3 separate regions of the Mus musculus genome follow, and all the other regions are linked to region 2. A link is a contact called in public HiChIP or PLAC-seq and promoter capture Hi-C data. All regions are on one chromosome and are shown on one strand. The core of a region is the stretch at or near the end of the contact, and the rest is flanking DNA. Distances in the headings are between cores, read along the strand shown.

What was found. Promoter capture Hi-C pulls out the DNA fragments that hold promoters and counts their contacts. HiChIP or PLAC-seq counts read pairs in DNA pulled down with a chosen protein or histone mark.
Region 1: a contact with region 2 is called in an H3K27ac HiChIP or PLAC-seq map of microglia, with 6 times the contacts expected there. The contact joins the enhancer-like site here to the promoter of Satb2 in region 2. A contact is called at or near these places in 1 of 39 promoter capture datasets (hippocampal neurons), 5 of 115 datasets of contacts at active chromatin or transcription factors (acute myeloid leukemia, astrocytes, embryonic hindbrain and 2 more) and 1 of 9 other capture datasets (macrophages).
Region 3: a promoter capture Hi-C map of liver shows a contact between it and region 2, with 5 times the contacts expected there. The contact joins the enhancer-like site here to the promoter of Satb2 in region 2. A contact is called at or near these places in 7 of 39 promoter capture datasets (the C10 cell line, embryonic stem cells, liver and 2 more), 1 of 484 Hi-C or Micro-C datasets (adipose-derived mesenchymal stem cells), 2 of 115 datasets of contacts at active chromatin or transcription factors (embryonic stem cells and trophoblast stem cells) and 1 of 9 other capture datasets (embryonic stem cells).

What each region holds. Positions count from the first base shown.
Region 1 is chr1:55,429,390-55,434,051 of GRCm38.p6, reverse strand. The region is part of intron 1 of Plcl1 (phospholipase C-like 1); the gene reads right to left. Among named protein-coding and RNA genes, the nearest start is that of Plcl1, 26 kb to the right of the region's middle. Within about 2 kb of position 3,206, at least 19 of the 459 cell types and tissues checked have an H3K27ac peak or open chromatin away from gene starts, as enhancers often do. A contact at or near this core is called in microglia, where this site is marked.
Region 2 is chr1:56,968,411-56,973,318 of GRCm38.p6, reverse strand. Satb2 (special AT-rich sequence binding protein 2) reads left to right here and starts at 1,985. Exons shown (of 11, transcript NM_139146.2): 1 at 1,985-2,207; 2 at 3,439-3,666. The coding sequence starts at 3,498. It overlaps 9130024F11Rik (RIKEN cDNA 9130024F11 gene), which reads right to left and starts at 1,850. Exons shown (of 2, transcript NR_024326.1): 1 at 1,548-1,850.
Region 3 is chr1:55,213,853-55,218,502 of GRCm38.p6, reverse strand. It overlaps Rftn2 (raftlin family member 2), which reads left to right. Exons shown (of 9, transcript NM_028713.1): 2 at 4,200-4,383. Among named protein-coding and RNA genes, the nearest start is that of Gm10561, 10 kb to the left of the region's middle. Within about 2 kb of position 2,877, at least 112 of the 459 cell types and tissues checked have an H3K27ac peak or open chromatin away from gene starts, as enhancers often do.

The DNA.
Region 1 (4,662 bases), core at 1,957-4,456, 1.5 Mb after region 2:
TTCAGGGAAATCAAGCAACTCAAACTAAAAAATCAAGGAAAGGGTTTGGCTCCAGTTCTAAATTTTCCCGTTTTATTGTGGTGTATCTAATAATAGTGGATATCAAATTGTAACATAATTCTAAATGGCCTTACCAGATTCATGAAGAGAGAAAGCAGAGCAGCTGTCGCCAGGTGTGGGGAAGGAGGGTACTGTTGAGGAATTACTAACAGATGCAGAGTCGGCTCAAAATGAAACAGGCTCTGGGCTTGGCCACTAGGAATAGCTGAGGTATACTTAGAAATGAAAGTTAGCAAATTTTGTTATTGTATTTTACTGCGACTTAATAAATGGCCTTCAGTGCTACACATTTAGTTGACTTTTTACAAATTTTGTAAATTTACTAGAGAATACAGAAGTCTTTAAAAACATCTTTATTTCAATTACATGATTATCATAGTGGGTATTTTTTAAAGAAAACTTGATTTTTTTATTCAAATATTTTCATTTTATATTATTACATTAAAATAATGAACTTTTATTACATTTGTTTATTTATTGGGGAGTGAAGCACGTGTGTGCCTCAGCATGTGTGTGGTGCTCACAGGACAACTGGTAAGTGTTGAGTCTCTCCTTCACCACATGGGTCCTGGAATCTGATTAAACTCATATCATGAGGATTGAAAAGAAACTTTACCTACTGAGCCAACTTGCTAGCCCATTAATAAACATTTTGAAACAAAAATGTATAATGCAAAAGAAAACTAAGAATAATTATTATGGTAACTGGAATTACTTCAATATTTCACATGTAAAAACTACATTATCATTAAAGACAGTTATCGTTTATTTAATTAAATTAATGGAAACCACTGTACTCATGGAAAAAACTATAGTCCATGCCACACAAAGTCCTGGATGATTGACATCAACAGGAGGTGGGACAGAAACTACTCAATCCACAAATCAAGCAGACTGAAAAGATACAGCTCCCCCCAGGTATAAACTGATTCATCCTTACCAAGAAAATTAAAAAGAAGTCACTGCCAGAATATGCAGCGAACAAAAACATCTAGCAAAACTAATGAATGACTCTTGAAATAGAACATCAAAAATCTACATGTGCTTCAAACTTTCTCAAATTAGGGCCAGGCCTGGCAGCATCCTCCTTTAATCCCAAACACTTAGACCTCTGTGAGTTTGAGGTCAACCTGGTATACAAAGAGACCCAGGCTAGCCAGTGTTACATACACAGTGGAGACTGGTGCCAAAAACAAAAGGAAACTCTCCAGCCATAAAGAAATCAAAGTTGCTAGGTATAGTCCTAGATGACTGATCCCAGCACTCGAGAGTTAGAGAAAGGGAGGTCAGGAGGTCAAGTCACCTTAGTGAGTCTGAGACTGGTTTAGGCTAAATTAAACCAACTTCGTTATGTTAAAATAAGCAGAGCTCAGAGAGACAAATACCATATGTTTTCTTTCATATGTGTGAATGGATATTCAGTGTGAAGTGGTTGCAAGTGTAGAAATGTGACCATAAGAGCAGAGAATGAGATCTTAACGTGGTGGGGAGGAAGGACCAGAACACATGGAGAGGAGAAGGCAGCAATCTGGGCAGAAGAGATCCATCAAGGGAGGACAGCAGAACTGGGAAGGACAATGGGAGAGGAGGAAGAACAAAACCAAAAAGAGAAAGTAACAGACTATAAAAAAAGAAAAAAAAATCAATTGTTTACTAAATGAATTATTTAATGCAAAATTTAAATGTATTTGATGATTTTTAGAATGTAAAACTCCAGTATAGTAAAGAATATTGGAGAACATAGAACATAGAATTGATTGTACTTTTACAATACAAACCCCAGTATATGAGGAACCATTTGAGAGCACTGTTCTTATTTTTAGCTGTTTTTATGTTATTTACTTGTTTCCAATGGCCTTGGATCATGTTCTCGCACGTTCATTACCTTCTCCTATCTATCTCCCTCTTCCCTCCTGCTGCTCCCTGACTCTTCTCAAACCTTCACCTTTTGCTTTTCACGGATGCATTCTCTAATCCAGATCTCATATGAAAAGGAATGATAGTATCTGTCTTTCTATTCCTGGTTTATTTCCCTTAACTCACGTTAACCAGTCTCCAATTTCATCCAATTTCCTGAAAGTTACATAATTTCATGCCAAGTAATGTTACCAAATAACACTCCACTGTGTGTGTGTGTGTGTGTGTGTATACACTGTCTTTATTCATTCATCTGTTGATGGGCACCTAGGCTAATTCCATAACAGTGCAGAGGATACCCTGGTGTCTCTGTAGATTCCTTGCAGTGTATGTACAGGAGTGGTATAACTGGATCATATGGCAGATCCATTTCCGGGTTTTTGTGAAATCACCTTACCGACTCCCACGGTAGCTGAACTAATTTACATTGCCACCAGCAGTGAACATGGGTTCCATCACCATGCTCTGTACATCCTGTCCAGCTTTTGTTGTATCATTGGTAATCACCATTCTGAATAGAGCAAGACGAATCTTCATGTCCTTTCGGCTTGTATTTCCTTGATGGTTAAAGATGTTGATTTGTTTTTTTTTTTTTTTTTTTTTTTGTACTTATGGGTAATTTGTACTTCTTCTTTTGGCAACTGTCTGATCTATTTGCCCATTTATTGACTGAGTTTTTGGATGGCTTTTTACTTTTTAATTTTTTTATATAATATGGATTTTTAACCTCCAATTGATTAAAACGCTGGCAAGGCGTTTTCTTCTGTTCCGTAGGCTGTCGAGTTTCTCTGGCAATTGTTTCATTTGCTGTGCAGAAGCTTTTCCAATTTCATGGAATCCTGATTATAAATTTGTTATCATTTCCTGAACAGCTAGAGTAACATTCCAAAACTGTGCCCATGCCTACATCTTCAAGTGTTTTTCCTTCGTTTTCCTCTAGCCATCCTAAAGTTTCAAGTTTTACATTAAGAAAACAATACGTTTTATATTATTGCTTTTTATGCAGAGTGAGAACTATAGATCTAGTTTTACTTTTTTTGCATATGGATACCCAGGCGACCTGCCACCATGCTTTGGGAACTTTGTGGGCAATCCAGGGGCCGAGGCTGCAAAGGTTTACTTCTGAGTCTTCTATTGCATTGGTCTCCATCTCTTTATGCCAGTCACAGGATGGTTTGCTACTTTGGCTCAGAGCAGAACTTGAAATCAGCAGTTGTGGTACTTCAACATCAAAGCAGAGCTCTTGGGGCTGACTAGATTCAAATGTCAGCTCCAGAAATGACTCATTAGCTGGGTGAGTAAGACACAATTTGATTCCTGAGGAACTTTAAGGAGAGTTTCTGATACATCAGAAAAAAAAAAAAACTATTCCTTCACCGTTACTTACTATCTACCTAACCGCAAAGGGTGAGGGCCAGCAGACTCACCAGAAGTATAGGATAACTGGTTAAATTTAAATTTTATTTAAACAGTGAACAGTAGTTGTACGAGGCATACACTAAACTACTATGTGTTGTTTAAATGAAATGTAAGTTTCACTCTGCGTCCTGTACTTCATCTGGCAACCCAAGTGTAGCACTTCTCCTAATACTAGCTACTTTTCCTTCCTCTACTAAGCAAGCACACCATAGCAGTAGCATCAGAGGTCATGCTTTGTGCTGCGTGGCATGTCATTACACAGTCAGCTAGCAGCCCTTGTGAAGAATGGAAATAGATTTAATAGAATTTCTAACTTTTGAAAGGAAGTCGTAACTATTTGTAGAACTGTTTCAGGATAGTCAAAGACTCTCTGTTCCCATCTGTTCTTGATGTTTCTTCAAAGGACATGAATGTTTTCAGTAGCTGCTTTTACACAATTGGAGATGGTTAGAATATTTAATGATGAAGCTATGCACATACTTATAAAACTGGTCACAGCAAATTCACTCTCTGCCCATACATACACATTTAACATCACAATGTGGATTTTTAAATAAAGTTCCAGGACATGACAATCCTGTGAATTTTAACAAGATTTTATCTAAACTTCCACCTTAGGGACCAGAATAATCACTCACAGTTAAGAGCACATATTGCTCTTGTAGAAGACTTGGGTTGGACAACCAGCACCCATGTAGTGGCTCACAACCACCTCCAACTCTAGTTACAGGGGTTCCAATGCCCTCTTCTGGCTTCCAAGGACACTGCATGCATGTGGTAAAAATAAACTCAGGCAAGCACACACACATAAAAATAAATCTTCAAACTTCTAAATTAGCGTGAATGAATATTTTTGTCTGTACTTGATTTTTAAAGTATAATCATCCAAGCACTAAGAATTTTGAAGCCTCTGTTAAATACCATTTTATTTAATCAAAGATATATATTGAAATAAAAAAGAAAAGAAAACTTGAAACTTGACATTTTAATGTTCAATTTAAAAATATAAAGGGCATAAACAAAATGTTTTAAGCATTTCTTTTTTAGTGTCACTAAATTTTAGTTTGAACTCAAAGGTAATTTTGATCATTGAGAGACTTCAGCATAAGGAAGGTGTCTATGTAATGTTGACACCATTACAAAGCAACATCAGCCAATGAACCCGCGAATCTCTTGCAAGCTGCTTCACTAAATAAAACATCATTAATATGAATATCACCGAAACACTGATTGTTTTCCAAAGATCTATTTACTTCCAAATTAGAA
Region 2 (4,908 bases), core at 736-3,235:
CTCTGGCCGGAAGGCCGGAGAGGACTGGTTCATATTTTCTCCTTTGAGGTTCCAGGGGCTGACAGAAGCCGGACGCGGCAGGCACCTCGCCGGGGCCGCGGCCCCTGCCCACGTGCTATTTTTTTTTTTTTTTTAAGGAGGTCCGCGCCCATGCCGAATGGCCAAGACAAAAGCGCGGCCGGCAGCGGGGTTTTGGCGGGCAGTCACCGCGCCACCTTAAACAAGTAAAGCTGCGCGAGCCGAAAGGCTAGGGCCGCGGGAGTCCGCAAAAGTTTGTGGCTCCTAAGCCTTAGAAGGACCAGCTAGGGACTCATCGGCGCGGCCTCGCTCGGGGCGGAGAGGCTAGGTCCCCACGGCTCAGCTCTGCTCGCGCCGAACTCGGTCCTCAGCCGCTGAGGGTCTTCGGGAGCCCCAGTGCTGCAACCCGAGGGGCGCGCAGCTTCAGCGCCCCGGCCGGCACAGTGTTCTGGCCTCCGGGCAGCTCGGGCTGCGCCGCTCGCAACGTAGCCCGCGTGGCGAGAGTGGCAGGGATGCAGCCTGCCTTGTGCCCACGGAGCAACCCTTTCTCCAGTGCCGGACCCACAGCCAGCCGGACGGGCGGAGTCTCGCTCCAGGCGTTCGGGACACCCGGGCTATTGTTCCGGACCCGCGGCCGCACGGGATTTGAGGGAGAAGTGGCCTTCCCCAAACGCGGCCGGGAGCGCTTCGGGCCGGGCCGGTCGGCTCCGAGCAGATGGGGAGCTCGCTCGCACCGAGAAAAGTTGCTCCGAGGGGCGGAGGCGGTGGGTGGTGGGCGGAGGCGGTGGGTGGGGGAGGCGATCGCCCTCCTATCTCCAAAGTCGAAAGTACTCGGCGGCGCAATTAACAGAGCCCGGAGACGAGGCAGCCTCTGCCGCCTCCCGAGCGCCAGCCTGCGCCTCTGCGGCGAGCCGCGACACGGAGCGCCCGCCTAGTCGCCGCAGCCTGCGCGCCGGGACGAGTGCGCCTAGGGGCTGGGCGAGGCGGCTGCGCCCTGGACTTGCTACAAGGAGGAGGACCAGACCCTGGGCCCTGGCGTTCGTCAGCGCTTAGACGCACCCATTCGTCGGCCGTGGCCACCGCCTCGCGCCACACTCAGTCCTCAGCCATCCGTCCTTCGTCGCCCGGTGCATGAGGTCCTTGCCACCCCGCTCCCACCTCCGACTCCCCCCTTCCTCCTTTTTCCCTGACTCCCACCCCCTCGCCTATCCCTGTGCCTCCTCCGCAGCCCGGCTCCTTGGGTCGCCGTGCTCACAGCGATTGATTGATTGATGTTTAATTTCCTGCCAGGCGGGGCCCCCCTCCCCCCGCAACCTCCCCAGCCCTCCTCCCCGCCCCCCACTCCCCTCCTTCATTGCGGTGGACCAGTCTGGCTTGGGTTTAGATCCGTCCCCCCCATTCCCATCCCGAAATAACCCAGAGACATCCCCTACCCCCACCCCAAATTATTATTTTGAAGGCGCTAGATCTGGGGACCGAAAGGGGGAGGGGGAGAAATCGGAAACCGAGGACAACCCAAAAGGACTCACTTTGCCTGATGACTCAACGCAACTAATAATCATCTCCCTCTCAGTGTCTTTCTCTCTGCGGCTTGTCAGTGAGTCCGGCTCTGGCTTCTGGCAGAGGCAGCCGCGAGGGGAGAGGTTGGAGGTGACAGCTTGTGCGGCCGCCGCGTTTTCTCTTGCGCGCGGTCCGGGGTCTCCGCACCTTCCCCGCTCTTGGTGGCAACGTCCCCGCGACTCTGGCCGCGCCTCCTCTGGAGCTAGCGGCTGTAGGAGCCAGCAGCCGCCGCAGCCTCCCAGTCCTCAGCCCTTTCTCTCCAGAACCGGTCTTCTACCCGAAGGTGTGAAAGGCTCTTTCAGCCCCCTCTCCCCCCCCCCTCCTCCGCCGTCCCCTCCCCCGCTCGCTCTGGTGCCCCTTTGGAGGAGTCCTCCTTTCCCTCTCCTCCTCCTCCCTCACTGCCCCCCGCCCCCATCATCATAACAACCATCTCCGAACCAGAAGAAGACACCCTGACCCAGGACCTTAAACGCTAGGACCGGGGAAGAGGAAAAGGAAAGGGGAAGGAGGAAAGAGAAAGGAAGACTAGGACAACACTACAATTCACCAAAAACTTTCCACCCTGGATTCTCTACTTTTGCTCCATGGACAGAGCCCCAGCCAGCCAAGTTTCAGACAGACCGTGAGCAGTAAGTACGCTGGGCGAGGGCTCCCACGCGGCGCCTGTAGTTCGGGAAGCCCTGGGCGCGCTAAGTTCCCCGGCTGTTCTGGGGCTCTGGCTCTCACGCGCGCTTAGGCGAAGCCGGGAAGTGCGGTGGAGCCTTCACTGGCAACCCCTCCGAGCACTCCCTACATCTTTCGCATTCTTCTTAACTCCTCTCTGTCCCCCACCACCACCTCGTCTGGACTCGTGGCGACTAGGCTTCTCCCGCGTCCAAAGCGCTCTTAGAGGATTCTCAGAGCCCCTGGTGTATTAGGGGTTCCTTTCATGGGTTTCAGTGACAATGTGGGCGCCGTTTCATCAGGTGTTTTCCCTTCTTCCGGGTCACTCCTCCAAAATTGAAGAGTATGGAGCACTGCTCGCCTAGGGACCTCGAGAAAAACTTTCCAGATTTAGAAATTAGGATTAATGAAGCCTGCTCCTGTACCTAAGAATCAAGATTTCTTTCTCTTATGTTGTACGCTTAATGGCTTAAAAAACAACAACCACATCCAGGATACGATGAAGATAAGAATGCTCCCAAATAATAATTGTGATCCTGGGATGGAGGGTAGCCTTTCCAAATCTCAGAGTGTTTTGGGATGCTCGCTCACGTGAAATTATAGTTAATTTTTTTGTGTGCAAAGGTGTGTGTTTGTGTACACAAGTGTACTTGGTCCATAAAGGTAAAAGGTGGGGATTCCATGGATCCATTGATCCAGCTTGGCCATCCACAGCGCATTTATCAAGCAATTAATTTGCTTAAGGACCCGTGTAAGTCCTTGCTCCCTCCCTGGCCTGGTGGGACCTCTCGCCCATAAGTACGCTCCTTTCAAAACCCTGACACCCCAAGTGGGGCTTATGGTGGTGGTGGCTCTTTATCAAAGAGAGGATAATGCCAGCGCTGCCCGCAATGAATGGGGTACTGCTTAAAGGCTTCGAGGTCCGACTCTGTCCACACAACTGAGGGCTAACTCTTGGGACCTGAGACAGAGCAGGTCTTAGTACCTCAAGTTCTGGGCAGCTTTGGGACCTCCAGTGTTTGTTTGGTTGGGACTTGCTTTCCCGGGACCCTTCGGTACCCTTCTGCAGCGTGGGAGGAAGTTTGTGTGGCTGCGGTGCAGTGCTCTGCCACTGGCCTGATCGTCTATCACGTGTGTGAGCGGTTTTCCCTCTTTTTTTTTTCCCTCCCCCTTTCCTCCCCTCCGCCCCCTCCCTAGGTCCCTGCGCGTTTTATTGCGACCTGCCGGTGGGAACTTTGTCTCCAAATCGGAGCAGCATGGAGCGGCGGAGCGAGAGCCCGTGTCTTCGGGACAGCCCCGACCGAAGAAGCGGCAGCCCCGACGTCAAGGGGCCTCCCCCGGTGAAGGTGGCCCGGCTGGAGCAGAACGGCAGCCCCATGGGAGCCCGCGGGAGGCCCAACGGCGCCGTGGCCAAGGCCGTGGGAGGTAACAGCCCGGAGCTGGGAGGTGCGCGCAGCGGAGGCCCAGTGATAATGGCCTGGGTGTCAGGGTTCAGGTTGATTAGGCGCTGTTTCGGTGTAGGATTACAGGAAGTCAAATCCAGGTTGCCAAATAGTGCCCTAGTTGCCTCTCCGCAACTGGTAGTAGCTTCATCTCGAGTTAAAACAAGAAAGTGGTTTACCCAGAGGGTGGCATTTTTTGGGCACTTTGCCACTCTGTGCTGAGGTGTTGGCAGGTCTGTGTCACAGCCAGCTAACTGTTTCTAGATTTTCCTAGAGAGCTCTTTAGTGTTTTAACTCCTTTGCCTTGCCTCGGATCTGTTTTAGGGCTGAAGCTTGTATGCCTTGGTTGTAGTGGGACAGAGACCTAGGATCTGGCTAGAGTCGAAGCAGTGACTCTGGTGTTCTTCTGTAGCTGGGACAGGGTTGAGACAAATGAGTGACAGCTAGGACTGTGTCCTGCAGAAGTTCTAGGGGAAAAAACCGAAGGATCACCGTGAATCCATTATGTCCTTAGAGGATTTGATGCTGTTTTGCCTGCAGAGTTTAGACGGAGCCGGTTATAACTTTGATAGGAATTAGAGAATTGGGTGAAAAACAGCAAGCAACTCTATATGCTGCCTGCTGCTTCCCTACCCAAGAATTAAATATTATTTTAAAGGAAGACTTTTATGTTTCAGTACATCTACACATAACTTTCTTCAATAGTGTTTAGTAATCTTACAAAATAAGACCAGAGAGGAATTTAAATACTGTATTTTGGGTTTGCAGGGCAGTCAACTAGCTGTTTCGTACATATGAAATGTACAACTTTACACAGCATTCAGACTGTTTTGTTTGGGATAAATTATTCCTTTAATTGTACTATGCCTGAGATACCCCCTCACCCCAGTGGCTTTCAACAGCAGTAAGTTTAATGTAATTCTTAAACTTGGTGATAAAGTCCCACCTCCCATTCCCCCATCCCTTATGTCCCTGTTTGTGGTGACCATCAAATTTTGGAATACATGCTTAGTTTGAAATGTCTCCACACACCTAAGAAGATGACACTTTTCTGTTTTTAATGTTATTACTATTTTTCTTGGTGGTAGTCATTAAACACAGCTTAGCTTGCCTCAATCCTTTAAATTGGCCATTTGTCCCGAGAAGCAGCCTTCCTCTCAATTTTTCAAGTTTTGAAAACATGTTTTGGCTTCTGTATAGTCCCATTTAGAGATGTGAAAACATA
Region 3 (4,650 bases), core at 1,628-4,127, 1.8 Mb after region 2:
ACCCCACACATGCGAGACTGTATTAAAGGACTGAGGTATCAGGAAGATTCAGAGCCATGGTTTGGCTGATCTCATGTCTGGATTCACAAATGTTCAACAACTGTGGTTCAAACAATAACGTTTTCCTTCCTATGGCACTGGAGTGTCCCAGTTTCCACCTCATCCTGCCTGGGTTCCAGCTCAGCCTCAGAAATTACTAACAATAAGTCAATGTCCTAATCTCTCTCCTTGAGTTGCCCTATCAGGCAATCAGATCCACCATGCAGGGTTTGCTGGAATCGAGAACTGGCCATGGCCTGATCACATAGGACTTGGCACTTATAGGAGTTAACTCTGGTCTACAGTTGCTGGGGAGAGCATACAGGTCGCCAGGCCATTGCCCCCTTTAAACTATGGCAAAGTTGCTGGCTGGAGTTTGCACATTTTGTTTTTACTTAAGATAACAATTTTAGATGCATTCCATAAATTTAAGCCAGTCCTCAGAGGTAAGAAATGAAATATGTATTTCTCATAGCACTATGTCATCAGGGCCGAACTTTTGAGTGTTTAACAATTGCTTGACTTTATGGTGGAGTATGGCTTTGTATCTTTTTTAGTAATTTGGGCTTGTTTGTTTGTTCGTTTGTTTGTTTGTTTGTTTTTAAGGCCTCATGCTATAAGCCAGCCTAGCTTGAAACTCATTTATGTAACACGGGCAGCTTCAGAACTTGTGGTCATCTTCCTGTGTCAGCCTCCCACATGTAGGGATGACAAGCATGAGGCACCATGTCCACTGACTGGCATTTAAAGGGTCACTCTTTGGAGCTTTTTACCAAAGGAGTAAGAAAAGCATCACAGATACTTCGTTTTTCGGAGCTTTGAGAAGAGACAATGTTGTTCAACCCTCAACATGTTTTAATTGTAGCAATAAAAGTTCCCTTGCTGTTTGTATAATTTTCAAAACAGTTACAGACTGCTTCATAACAATAGCCCTGTAAGATACAGCAAGGCTTTTACAGATCATGTAACATTAATTTACCAGTAACCAGCCACACCCACAGGGCCATAAACACCATGTGTTCCTTCTTCCCAACACCTTGTGCAGCACTCAGGCAAGCAAGAAAGCATACAGCTGCTGCTCACTGCCTGTGCTGGCAATCGACCAGAAGCCACCGCCTCCTCCCCCTTAATCTTGTGTGTCTACAGCTCTGATATTACTTTCCTACATAAGGACATCAAACCAAAGGCTTGTCCTCAAAGGCTGGGCCTGTCATAGATTTGTGATTACTCCACTCTGAGTGCAGTTGAAAAGTCCTTGCTCAGTGTGTCCTGCGCTGCCCGCCTCACAGTGCGAACAATTAGGTTTGAATACCTAACAGTCAACACCAACTCTGTTGAAAATATTCAGGTGGAGGGACGACATGAAAAGAAGTTCTCCACAAAGCTTTTGAATTTGAGATGGAGATTGACAACAAGACCCCTGGTCTACACACACATGCACTCACACACACACACAGACGCACATACATACACATATACACATGCATATACACACCAATATCCACATATGCATGTGTACACACACATATACACACACATGCATTTACATACACACCTAATAGTGACTCCTACCAAGCCAGCCAGAGACAAGGCCAGCTCAGTAAAGTCTTTGGATGGAAGTCACACTATTGCTCTTCACCAAATCCTGTCCTAGTTTGTCATCCCGTTGATATAGTAAATACCATGATTAAAAACAACCTAGAAAGAAGTGGGTTTATTTCATCTTATACTTGCAGTCATGACCCATCATTGAGGGAAGTCGCAGCAGGTACCCTTAGGGAGTGTCTTAGTTAGGATTTTACTGCTGTGAACAGACACCATGACCAAGGCAACTCTTATAAAAAACAACATTTAATTGGGGCTGGCTTACGGGTTCAGAGGTTCAGTCCATTATCATCAAGGTTGGAGCATGGCATTGTCCAGGTAGGAAGGTGCAGGAGGAGCTGAGAGTTCTGTCTTCATCTGAAGGCTGCTAGCAGAATATTGACTTCCAGGCAGCTAGGATGAGGGTCTTAAAGCCCACCTATTCCAACAAGGCCACACCTTCTAATAGTGCTCCTCCCTGGGCTGGACATATACAAACCATCACAGGGAGTTCCCATTAAACAGCCCAGAGAAGCTTATAAACAAGTAACTGTAATACAGCAGTGTACACAGTAGAGGAAGGAATAAGTAACGTGGGGTTGGGGACAGAGAAGGCTTATTGTGGTGAGACAGAGTGACAGACAGGTTCAGAACTCTGAACTGTCCCATGTCAAAGTGAAGTGCACAAGAGGGAGGCTGGCAGGAGGCCTGGAGATCCTGCAGGCCACGCTAACTTCTCCGCTTCCTGCCCTATTGCCATGGGAGCCATTACATGGCTATAGTTTTCTTTAAAATGATGTACAATTGTCACCTAGTTCTAAAGATAAGTTCCCATTACATTTCATTCTCTGGTCCTAAGAATTTGTTCCACATTGTTGTTCCTCAGCTGCTTTCTTAAAAAAAAAAACAAAAACAAAAGTCAGGGTTTGTAGACCAAATGTTTAAAACAAGAGTGAAGCCAGATGGGTCAGGAAGCCTGCCACACAGACAGACAGACAGACAGACAGACAGACAGACAGACTGGGCTGGGTGTGTACTCGGAGACCAGGTGCTTCTTCAAAGGTCAGGACTGTCCTTTGTTCTCATGTCTATTCATCATGATGAAGAAAATATTTTAGATGGTAGGATATTAGTTGACATCCAAGAGGGACTAAAACGGAAGGAAATGTATCGGCATGACTCTCTGTGGAGTGCCTCGTTTTCGTTTGAGAAGCTGGGGTGAGTGCTCACTGCTGTGGAACTGTTCCATCACGTGAGTGTTAGTGTGAGGGCGTGGAGACTTCCTCTGACCCTTCTTCCTCATCTGCGCCTTAACCTTCTTCCTGTGCTCAGGCAATCAGCAACAGTTCTGCGCTGGACTCCACTAGCCCGTGAAAAGCCAGCCCAGCCCTTACTTGCAATGAATTGCATGTTTTCTTACTAATCAGCTCCAGGTCTCTTTCTGGATAATTATCCTTATTGTCCTCCATAAAATGAGAAGTATTAAACAGAGAATGGAGCTATTTAAATGAATACCTCTAGAACTGTGGAGACAGGCTCTCCAGCTGCGTACTGGCTTTGCTTTTAATCCTGTAGTCAACACAAGTACGTTCTTAGAGAGTTTGGGGGGGGGGGTGCAGTAGGGGGGTGGAGACTTCAATTACATGGCAGGGGCTTTTTTAGTTTATTTTGGTTTTTGTTTTGTTTTGTTTGTTTGTTTGGTTGGTTGGTTGGTTGGTTGGTTTGGTTTTTTAAGACAGGGTTTCTCTGTATAGCCCTGGCTGTCCTGGAACTCACTCTGTAGACCAGGCTGGCCTCAAACTCAGAAATCCGCCTGCCTCTGCCTCCCAAGTGCTGGGATTAAAGGCGTGCACCACCACCACCTGGCCTACATGGCAGTTTTGCTTTTAAATTTCATCTATGTCTAGTTCTGTTCTTTTCTTTAATGATTTCTGTCTAAGAAATAAAATTTCTCCCCTTTTTAGGTTTTAAACTTATAGAAACTGTATCTTTAAGAAATCATGCATCTCTTCCTTTAATCCCAGAACTCAGGAGGCAGAGGCAGTCAGATCTCTATGAGTTCAAGGCCAGCCTGGTTTACAGAGCAAGTTCCTGAACAGCCAGGGCTACAAAGAGAAAAAACAAAAAGAGAATACTAATGCTACTAAAAATAATAAAAAGAAATCATGCATCTCATCCTAGTCCTAAAAACTATTGGCTCTTTAAATTATCATTTTGATGTACATCATTGATATCTTTTAAAGGCAATATAGTCACTTAGATAAAACCCTTCATAGTAAAGGAACATGTGAGGCCGTCTGGTTCTGGACATATTGGCAACATTGTGTATCCATCAGTTGGGTCAATCACCTTTAGCTATTGTCTAAAACAGGATTAGTCTACAGTCATACTACCCTGAACACATTTAATCTCACTTGAAATAGGAAATATATAACACATGTTAGTGTGTCTTACTCAAAATTAAGCCATGTGGCTGGCTGTCTCTCCTATTCACTAATATTATCACATACTGATAGAAATAAGGTAGAATTCAATATTACCAATGTGAAATTTTCTCTTCATTCTTGGTATCTCAGCTTCAACAAATCCAGACGTCATCAAGATAAATTCAGTCCTGGATATAGTTGCCAAAGTGGAAGACTATTATCTTAAGGGCTATGTTGTTGGGGCCATTCACCCAGTTATACAACCTGTGGGGCAGCGGAAGCACCTTCCAGCAAGTCACCTGTACAGGGCGGTGCTGTCCCGGCTGAAGCTAAGGTAAGCAGAGCGCTTGAGAAAAGTCACCTCAGAGACAGTTAAGAATGATGACTTTCTTTAATCTTTTTTTTTAAGATTTATTTATTATATGTAAGTACATTGTAGCTGTCTTCAGACACCTAGAAGAGGGCATCAGATCACATTACAGATGGTTGTGAGCCACCACGTGGTTGCTGGCATTTTAACTCAGGACCTTCAGAAGAGCAGTCGGTGCTCTTAACCGCTGAGCCATCTCTCCAGCCCAATCTCAAGAAGAGAGAGAGAGAG